Regions from separate parts of the Sus scrofa genome. Here region 2 is linked to region 1. Evidence: chromatin contacts called from public HiChIP or PLAC-seq data. All regions are on one chromosome and are shown on one strand. Each heading gives the region's core, a stretch centred on a gene start, on an enhancer-like site or on the middle of the called end of the contact. The rest is flanking DNA. Distances are from core to core; before and after follow the strand shown.

Evidence for each region. HiChIP or PLAC-seq counts read pairs in DNA pulled down with a chosen protein or histone mark.
Region 2: an H3K27ac HiChIP or PLAC-seq map of alveolar macrophages shows a contact between it and region 1. The contact joins two enhancer-like sites.

Annotation. Positions count from the first base shown.
Region 1 is chr18:36,796,067-36,800,855 of Sscrofa11.1, reverse strand. All of the region lies in intron 5 of ELMO1 (engulfment and cell motility protein 1), which reads right to left. Among named protein-coding and RNA genes, the nearest start is that of ELMO1, 43 kb to the right of the region's middle. Within about 2 kb of position 1,510, at least 6 of the 83 cell types and tissues checked have an H3K27ac peak or open chromatin away from gene starts, as enhancers often do. A contact at or near this core is called in alveolar macrophages, where this site is marked.
Region 2 is chr18:36,957,573-36,962,649 of Sscrofa11.1, reverse strand. All of the region lies in intron 9 of ELMO1 (engulfment and cell motility protein 1), which reads right to left. Among named protein-coding and RNA genes, the nearest start is that of ELMO1, 210 kb to the right of the region's middle. Within about 2 kb of position 2,244, at least 1 of the 83 cell types and tissues checked has an H3K27ac peak or open chromatin away from gene starts, as enhancers often do. A contact at or near this core is called in alveolar macrophages, where this site is marked.

The DNA.
Region 1 (4,789 bases), core at 261-2,760:
ACTGGGCTTCAGCGAAACTGAGTGCGATGAGAATTAACATGCCAGCCATCCCTGAACCGCGTGTCCGTGAGGCCCTGAGTCGGGGACCAAGAAGCCATTTGAAAGGGCTCTTCCGAAAGGATGCGGTGCTCCTATACACGCACCACAGGGCATCCTCCTGCAAACACTGACAGAGCACCTGTTATGGACTCAGGCCAGGGACTATTAGCCCCCAGGACCGCCAGTCTACTCAGGAACAAAGACAGGAATCAGAGTGTAAAGAGGCATGGTAAATGCCAGCCCAGAGAAGCACTGACTGTGTCCTTTGAGGGGATACCAGGAAATCAAGGAGGGCTCCCAGAAGAGGTGACTTCTGAGTTGTGTCATGTTGGCCATGGGGAGATGCGGGTTCGGGGCACCGCAGTCTCTTCTCTCGCCACCAAATTGCCTAGTGACTTTTCTGCCATTTCTTTTCGGCTCTAAGTTTGCCTTTAATAGTCATTTCAACCTGATTTCGACTGAGAAGGAATTCTGGGCTCTAACACACACTGGGGAACAGCGGTGAGCCTACTCTCCCCCCCCGCCACGAATGGCTTCTGAGCAGAATTTTAAGAGGGTACCAGAGAACAGAGCAGCTAAAGGAGACCCTCCAAAGTATCCTGGTATCTCCGGCCCTTTGCGTCCCTGGAAACAATCCCATATTGTGGTAACTCCAGACTGGTCTCTCCCCTGTGCAAAGTACTCTGTCTGCTGCTCCAGACGGCCAAGTAAGCAGAACCCATGAAAGGGCTCCTGACCCTCCTCCCCGGGCCAGCTTCCCCACCACTGCCCTGCCTCACAGCCTCATGTGGGACATATACAAGAAGATTCTCAATAAATGGTGATGAAATGAAAAGTAAAATATCAGAGACCGAGAGCTAGTAAGCCACCGATCTGCGAAAACAGCTGCATATGGAAGGATTAGGAAATAAATTAGAAGAAACTCCAAGGATTTAGAATCCATTTCAGGTGTGCTGGAAGAAAATCCCGCCAGTATTGGGAGAACAGGTTCAAGTTGAAACCCAGGCAAGAACGAGGGTCCATCATCTATTGGCTGCCTAATAAGCTTCTTCCTTGAAGTTTATAATTCTATTTTCACTCCTTAGCACTTTCTTAGGACGAAGTTTCTCAAAGTGGAGTCAGGACCACGTGCACTGGAATCACCTAAGGGACTTGTTAAAATGCCATTTCCGGGTCCCCAGTGATTCTGAGGCACTTTAAAGTCTGCGAACCACATAACCAGGTACTTTATCATCCTTAAGTGGCTGCAATACTCATGCTAAATCACTTGGTTAAATTGCTGCTTAAAATGTGAAGGAGACACTAGTGGCTCAATTGATTCTTTTAGAAATTGTTAAGATTCTAAAAGTAGTCATAGTGCAGTCATATTGTGACCAATTTTAAATGATGCAAAAGTGATGCACAGAAGTCAGAAAGATCTTTGCAAAACATAAATGTGATCACATCACTCCCTTGGGTAAAACACGTCAGTGATTTCCCCACTGCTCTTCTGAAAGAGGCCCAAACCCATGGTCCCGAGGAGGCCTCCTCCCCAGTCTAATCCAGGCCTGGAGTGTTCCTTGCCTGGTATTCTGGTCTTCCGTTCCTTTGACAACCAAGTCTGCCCTTCACATGACTTTCACATATGCTAGCCATCCGCAAAGACACGTCTTTTCCCGGGAAAATCTGTTCTTCCTCTTCCCAGATCTCCCAGACTATATTAATCCCCCTGTCGTTGGCCCTCCCAGCATCAGCCCCTTTTCCTCCGCAGCCCCTGGCACACTTTCAATGTCACAATGATTTGCGAGATCCTCTGATTAACGTACATGTCCTGCACTGGTGTCTAAGCTGCCCATGACATCAGCTACAAGACTATTTTTTTTTCCCTCAGAAGGAGACCCAACCTTGTCTATGTATCACCTGGCACATGCATGGTACGTAGCAGGTCCTCAATAAGTATTTGCGGATGAACAAAGGAATTAAAGAGTCACAAAAGCAAACATTGGGGGCAAATGCAGACCCACAGGAGCCACCAAGAATTTAAAATACACTCTGATCCCTCTCCTAAAATTAAAGACTCTAGAGTCTCTACAGAGCCGTGGAGACTAAAGTCCTATGGTAGTTTCCCCTTGCCTGCCTATGATACCAGATACCTTCTTTCGCACTTATCACTTCAAATGGATGAGCCCAACTCTTCCTAATGCAATGCCTGGATTTTGAAAGAGTGAAATTTGACATTAAAAACTGCTATTACGCCATTTCTCTGGGCCTTGCATTGATCTGGTTATGAGAAATTACCCTAGAGCCTGTTTATTGTCTGAAAGATATATGTTGAAATAAAAACAGATCTGGGGGTTCTCATGATGACCTATGTCTTCTATTTTTGCACACCTTGGTGCATCTTATCATTCTCAGCTCCGGGTGTGGATTCTTAGACCGCTTCAAGGCATCTTCAAATGCTAGCAATGTTAGCAGGTCTGAATGCTCTCAAATGGCCCTAAACAAACTAGCAATCGTTACAACACAATTTCTATGAAGGGGGAGTGGCGTTCCATGGGGATAAAAATGAATCCACCATCACTGCCCTCTTCTCTCAGCCCTACTGCCTGAAATGGGCTCCAGCTCGGGTAATGAATGGTTTGAGGCCCTGACTGTGCTCTTTTACATGTTCCTGAAGCAAAGCTCTTACAACAGATCATCCCCCATCGTTCGCCAACTAGATACAACATTCTCATGTAATGGGTTCAACGGAGGCTAAAATGGCCAAAATCGATGGAGACTTGGCAGCAAGACACCGTAGCATTTGGTGTGCAGCAGAAAATTCCCAGATTTTGAAGAGTAAAATTGAACATTTAAACTGCTACTATGCCATTTCTCTGGGCCTTGCACTGATCTGGGCAGCCAGCCCCCTGACATGTAAATTTCCTCATCTGTAAAATGGGTACGAGGGGCATTCACAGGTTTGAACCACTGTTAATCTGATAAATATTTTGGTATGGATACAATTCTCCAGTGATTTACTGTAAATCTATATTTCACTATGAAAACCTTTTTATGGGTCTTTTAGCATTGAACAGTTGATCCCCTCTAAAGCTGCTCTCTCAAGCCTCTCTAATCCTGATATAAAGAGGCATCAACACACGTGACAGTCTAGCAGCTGAACAATCCATACTTATCACCCTACCTGGGGGGAAAAGAAAGTGACTGAGAATTTTACCGCACACTGAGGAGAGTATGTCATTTGTCAGGTACCAAATAAGATTTGATTACAGTGATTAGACAGGTGATTTTTCATGACTATAGTCATGGGGGTGTGGGAACTATACTTTTCAAAGCACAAGCTTGGGGACAGTTTCCATTTGGCACATTTCTCTCCTACACCCACACTTCATGGCAGGTCAGTGCCTACAATGAGGTCTATTTTTTTTTTTTTTTTCTGGGCCACTCCATAAAAGCCATTACTGCTTAATGAGCTGATGAGCCTGTCAGCTAGTGGTTGTCTTCCTGAAGGAGCACAGAGAAGGCATCTAAACAAACTGGCCATAGCCAGAGAGAATGAGTAGAAATGGAAACAGGTGGCTTCTACTTAGGTGACCATAAAGTGAACTGTCCAACCGAGGGCACTTTTGAAAGTGAAAGTTGATACAGTTCATCATGCTGAGATGACAGCGCTGTCCCGGAACTGTTCACTCAGGACTGTAGACATCCTACTTTATTTTCTATTTTTAATCTCTGGAATATTTTCTAATTTGATTTACAGGTTCAGATTAAAGAAGAAAAATTAACACTTGTCTACCACCCACCTGCCCATGAACATTCTCTATTTACAGGAAGTTCCAAATGATTCAGAAAGGGACATTTACAAAGTGTTATTGGAACCATGGAGCTAAGTCCTTAACATGCAACATCATCGTATAAAACCCAGTTCCACTGCATTAAATTCCTGCCAAATGCTCCTCTACAATTGCTCCACAAACTGGGGGGTTCTCACTGGGCTTCTGTCCAGGCTGGACAAGTGCAAACGGCCCCCAAAAGGCTGGGTTCAAGTAAAGGGAAAGACCCCCAACTCGCCATCTCTATTCTCTCTACCCAAACTAAAATAATAAAACAGTAAAATCCCAGGTCAGCTGTCAATGAACGGGGGAGAGAGATCTATTAACAAGCCTTGTTATTTGAGGACCCCACGTAGCTAACATGATTCTTAATGTCAGTTCTTTTAATTCACAAATGACAGAAATTTTCCCTGACCTGTATTTCAGCAGTTTGCTTCTAAATTCCTGATGAAAAGATATCAAACCAACAGTCTCATGAAGATTTTAGGAGGAATTCTCCAAGTTCCTTAGAGGAGATAAAATAATCAATGTATATCTTTAAATGATTTTAGCAAGATATTTGAATAAAAAACTTGAATAAAAAGTACTTAGTATTAACTAAGAATCAGGACTAGAATTAGTAGAATTACTAATCTAGAATTAACTAGAATATGAACGACATCAACAACAACAGCCAATCCAACCCTGTGCTTTCAGGGTACCCTCCTTTATGATTATCATATTTAATTACCTCAGGAACTCTAAGGGGTAGGCGCTTGTTTTCCCATATGAAAGATGTAAAAACTGAGGCTGAGAAAGGTAATTATCTCACACGCAGTCAACCAGCCAAGAGTCAAAAAGACACTTGAACCCTCAACCAAAAAAGTATGTATTTATTCAGCTTTAAACCTCAAAGACGCCTATATTTCAGTTTTTCCCCAATCCAATAGGCCCCTACT
Region 2 (5,077 bases), core at 995-3,494, 160 kb before region 1:
GGCTGGTGACTACAGCTCTGATTGCACCCCTAGCCTGGGAACTTCCATATGCAGCAGGCGTGGCCCTAAAAAAAGAGACAAAAAATTAATAAATAAAATTCTAAGGACACTGCCTCTCCAAGTGATGAGGAATGCATGGCCCCGCCCCACAGGGCACACAGGCTCTGCCTCTGTCTTCCAATCCCTACCTCACCTTCTTCCGCTGGGGCACAACAAGCCGCCCCACCGCACCCCCCTGTACCAATCCACTTGCCCATTTAAAAGTATACACTTCTAGGGAGAAACCCTGGCTAAGAAAATAGAAAGAACGAGTCTGTAATTGTGGAATCTAGGTAGATGAAATTTATTATTCTTTCTGCTATGGGGTGTGTTTGAAATATTACCTACTTTGAAGTTAATGAATAAATTAATTGAAAATAAGAGAAGTGAAGAGCGATAACAGAAACCTGGAGAGGCCAAATGTCCCAAGCAGGGGAATCCAGACTGAAACTGTCCCAAATCCCAGGACGGCTAATCAGTTGCTGCTGTGGAAATGAAACATGTTCTACTAAGACGATCACCCACCAGCATAACGAAGCAAGACTCTGACTTGCTGGGGGTCTCAAAGAGTCACTCGCAGCAACAGTAAGAAAGACTTCTCCAAATTGTGTCAGACTGGAACATCCAGTTCATGGATGCATTAGCCTGAGAAGTTTCTACGGAACCGTCCACCTGCTCCTGCACTTGACCTAGTGCCTGAACACGATACGGCCTGTTTTCACGGAGGGTCTTACCTTTCAGGGGAGACCTTCCTCCTTGCATGGTTGCCATCATCCAAGGACTCAACTCTTTATAAAAATCTAGAGTTCCCAGGATGTTCAGAGTTGGGCAAGTTTTCCTCTCAGTTCCGAGACATAAGTAAACCACTGGGGGGGCGGGGGCAGACCATTGATGAGGATGGGGGACTGGGCCAGCTTGGTGGGCTGTGATGGGAAGCTCCCCGAAGGAGGAGTGAGAAGCAGGGGCTACTTCCTGCCCCGTCACTCGTTAGCTCTGGTGCCTCAGGGAACTTCTCTTAATCTCTCTGGGCCTCGCCTTCCTCTTCGGTGCCCTCAGGGGCGGTGAGGACATCACATGTAGCTTTCTCAGGTCACAGATGGTTTCTCAGGGGGGCAGGAACCCTCATCAAGAAGTTCGCCAGGAAAAAGCTTGCTCCAGAGATGTTAGTCCCCGAAGTGAGCCCCAATCAAAGGAGTACATCAAACTGCCGGGACCATTTCAATGCATTATTTTCCCAGTGGGAACTGGAACAGGTAAAGATAAGTGTTCTTTTTAGGTTTTCCAATTTCTAAATAACGCGGATATGAAACTTTTATTGTAAAAAATAATGGGAGAATAAAAGTTTTATTATTAAAATACTTGGGTTTTGTAAGGAAATCTTACTTTGTGGCCTCCGTTATTGCCAAAGACGACTCTGCACATGATTCTACTCGGCCTTCCTTCAGACTAGTGTTTACAGTTATCTATTGCCAAGGTACAGCCCCTTCAAAATCAAAGACAGAATCCTCACTCACTAATGCAGCAAACACTCCTGGACTTTTACTCCCCGCTAGGCATGCTTCTGTACATTTGGGATTTGGCAAGAGACAAGAGTTCAAGGTTCTTACCCTCCTGGGGCTTACAGCCTCAAGGTGGGGGACAGACAGGAAAACAGACTGATAATGAGAAATTAAATACTGATGAGTTCATAGCAAAATTTAAAAATGGAGGAACATGAGAAAAAGGGACTGGTTCCTTTTTTTAAATTTTTTTTTTTATTTTAGGGCCGTACCCACGGCATATGGAAATTTCCAGGCTAAGGGTCAAATCGGAGCTACAGCTGCCGGCCTACACCACAGCCACAGCAACGCCAGATCTGAGCTCATGGCAACGCTGGATCCTCAACCCACTGAATGAGGCCAGGCATTGAACCCATATCTTCATGGATCTTAGTCAGGTTCGTTAACTGCTAAGCCACGAGGGGAACTCCCAGTGACTGGTTACTTTTTCAGATGAGTTGGTTTTCAAGAGCAAGTGGCCTAAGGAAGTGACATTTATTGATGCAGAGATCTGATTAAAAAGGAGTCAGCCACATTGGGGAGGGGCGAGGGGGATATTCTGGGAGCAGGAATGGTAAGTTCCAAGGAAGAACAGAAGGAAGAACCCTGGCATCTCTGGAGGGGCTGAGGGGGGACCAGTGTGTCTAGGGTTGGAGGGCAAAAGAGAAGTGGGAAAGTAGGAGGAAGTGAGGATGGACAAGCAGACTGGGCAAGGCAGTCTAAGGAGCTCATGAGTAGCAAAGCTAGAGAAATCCTGGATGGTGATAAGCTTGCCTGATTGAAAGGATGCATTTAAATAACGAGACAGATGTGTGGGAGTTTGGGAGCTCTTAAAATAGCATTTATAGGAGTTCCCGTCATGGCTCAGCAGAAACGAATCTGACTGGTATCCATGAGGACGCAGGTTCAATCCCTGGCCTCGATCGGTGGGTTAAGGATCCAGCACTGCCGTGAGCTGTGGTGTAGGTCACAGACACGGCTTGGATCCTGAGTTGCTATGGCTATGGAGTAAGCCGGTGGCTACAGCTTTGATTCGCCCCCTAGCCTGGGGACCTCCATATGCTGGGGGTGCGGCCCTAAAAAGACCAAAAAAAAAAAAAAAAAAAAACCAGCATCTATATTCGAACGCTAGAAGCAACCAAAATGCTCTAAGCAATAGGACAAGGGTTAAATAACCCATGATACAGTCATAGGATGAAATAGTAACATGGAATTGAAAATGAAACTTTCAGAGAATACAGGATACCACGGGCACATCCTCATGATGGAATATTAGGAGAAAGGCTAGATGCAAATATATTTTATTGTTTGAGGGGCAGGGCTATGTGTTCATGGGCAAGGGCTTGTATCCAGAAGAATGTGAGAAGAAGAAATATGTCAGATTTGCTCACCGCTTTATTCCCTATACCTAGGACCATGCCTATCATACAAAAAAAGCATTCAAAAAACATTCAAGGAGTTCCCGTTGTGGCACAGTGGAAAGGAATCCGACTAGGAACCATGAGGTTGCGGGTTCAATCCCTGGCCTCGCTCAGTGGGTTAAGGATCCGGCGTTGCCGTGAGCTGTGGTATAGGTTGCAGACGAGGCTCGAATCCCGTGTTGCCGTGGCTCTGGCGTAGGCCGGCAGCACCAGCTCTGATTAGACCCCTAGCCTGGGAACTTCCATATTTCACGGGTGCGGCCCTAAAAGGACAAAAGACAAAAAACAAAACAAAAACAAAATTCAAAAAAATTCCACTAAATGCATGAAGATGTAAGTGATTATGCAGGCACACATAATATGCATAAACACAATCCAAGGAAACAAAGCAAGATATGACCCATAGTTATTTATGAATTATAATATTCTGCATAATTTTCCTGGTAGCAAAGTTTTCCAACTTTCCATAATTCTGCAATATTTTTCTATTTTGGGGAAAATCGACACTATCTGAAAAAATAAAATAGTCTTAGTTCTGATTTCTCAAGCAGGTAGCACAAATGACAAGAGTCTAGTAGTTGCGGGTGTGGCTGTATCAGATAGTGAGTTTTCCTTTCTGGCATTGTCCTAAGGATAGAAAACGAGGGTTGCCTCTGAGCCACTAAAACAGCCTGATGTGGCTGCCAAACATCCTGGGCCGAGAAAGCTCTGGGCCCAGGCTCAGAGGTCACAGCCTCAGAGGGCTCTGCAGTGGGTACAATATTTGCAATGATCCCCAAGCAAATTCCAAAAAGGCTCTTGATCCGTGATACCAATTAAGAAGGGGTCTAAAAAGTCCTTAGGTTGACACGTTTCACAGATATTTTCAAATGTGTACTCAACATGGCCCAGCAATCCAACTACCCTTTCCTAGAATGTTTGCTGTGTCCTTCTAAAATGACTCCTCCACAGCTTTCTTCCTCTGCTTAAACTCCCCCAGCCCCTGCTTCTCTCACACTGATGATCCTGACCTAGCTTTTACTGAGGAAGTCAAAGCAATCGGCCAAGTGTTCCTGCATCTTCCTACTTCCAAGGGCTCCGCCCGGAGCCTCTATCCTCACAATTGGCCTCGTCCTGAATCTGTGCACCTAGCGTCCGGTTTCCTATTCAAGGTCCGTGCTGCCCCCCCCTCCGCCCCCAGCTCTTGAGCCCTTATCCTCTCACCTTCTCAAGGCTCTCCTTCTAAATTGTGCCCCCTTCTTCTGTACATCTCTCTCTGCCGTGGATCATTTCCAGCTGCAAACATCTCTAACAGATCCCGTCTTAAAAAACGGGAATGTACAGACTGCTGTACACTGAGCCAGTTCCCCTTCGGCCGGGTCCTCGTATCACTGCTCCCATTCTCAGCAAAAGCTCTGGAATGAAGAGGGGTCTCCTCACTGCGCTGCACATTCTCTCTTCTCCTCACCTTCGTCCTCACTCCTACCTACCCTGAGAGTATCCATGACGCTCCCCACATCTCTGTGCGGCTCGCCCACCTCCCTCATCTGATCATCCTCCCTCACCTTCTCAGCAGCCTTCGGCACACCTAAGTGCGCCTTTCTCCTTGAAGCACTTTCTTCACTTGGCTTCTCGCCTGGCTCCTCCTCCAAACCTGAGCATGTGCCCAGGGCTCTGCCTTCCCGAAGGCAGGTGACCTCGTCCAGCCCACGGCCTTCCTCGCCGTGCACCTGTGATGGCTGGCACACCTCCAGGCTGCTGGACACACACCCCTACCTGCCTGCTCATGGACACACAATGGGCATTTCCAACCCTGTGTTGTCCCTTTCCTCAACCTTCTCCTCCAGTGAACAGTGCCACTGTGGACTGCACCCAAACAGCGGGAGCATCCTCGCCGCCTCCGTCAAGGAGCAATGCATCCAAAGTGTCAGGAAGTGCCAGGGCTTGCCCTCCAACTCTCCTTCACACCCTCCACATCCCTACGAGGTTAGGCAGCCCACACCATCTTGTGTCCTGCCCAGGCTGCTGCCCTGAACTCCTAACCTGTCCGCCTGCCACACTGGCCATCTGTGCTTGGGAAGCAGCCAAGGTGATCTCGTC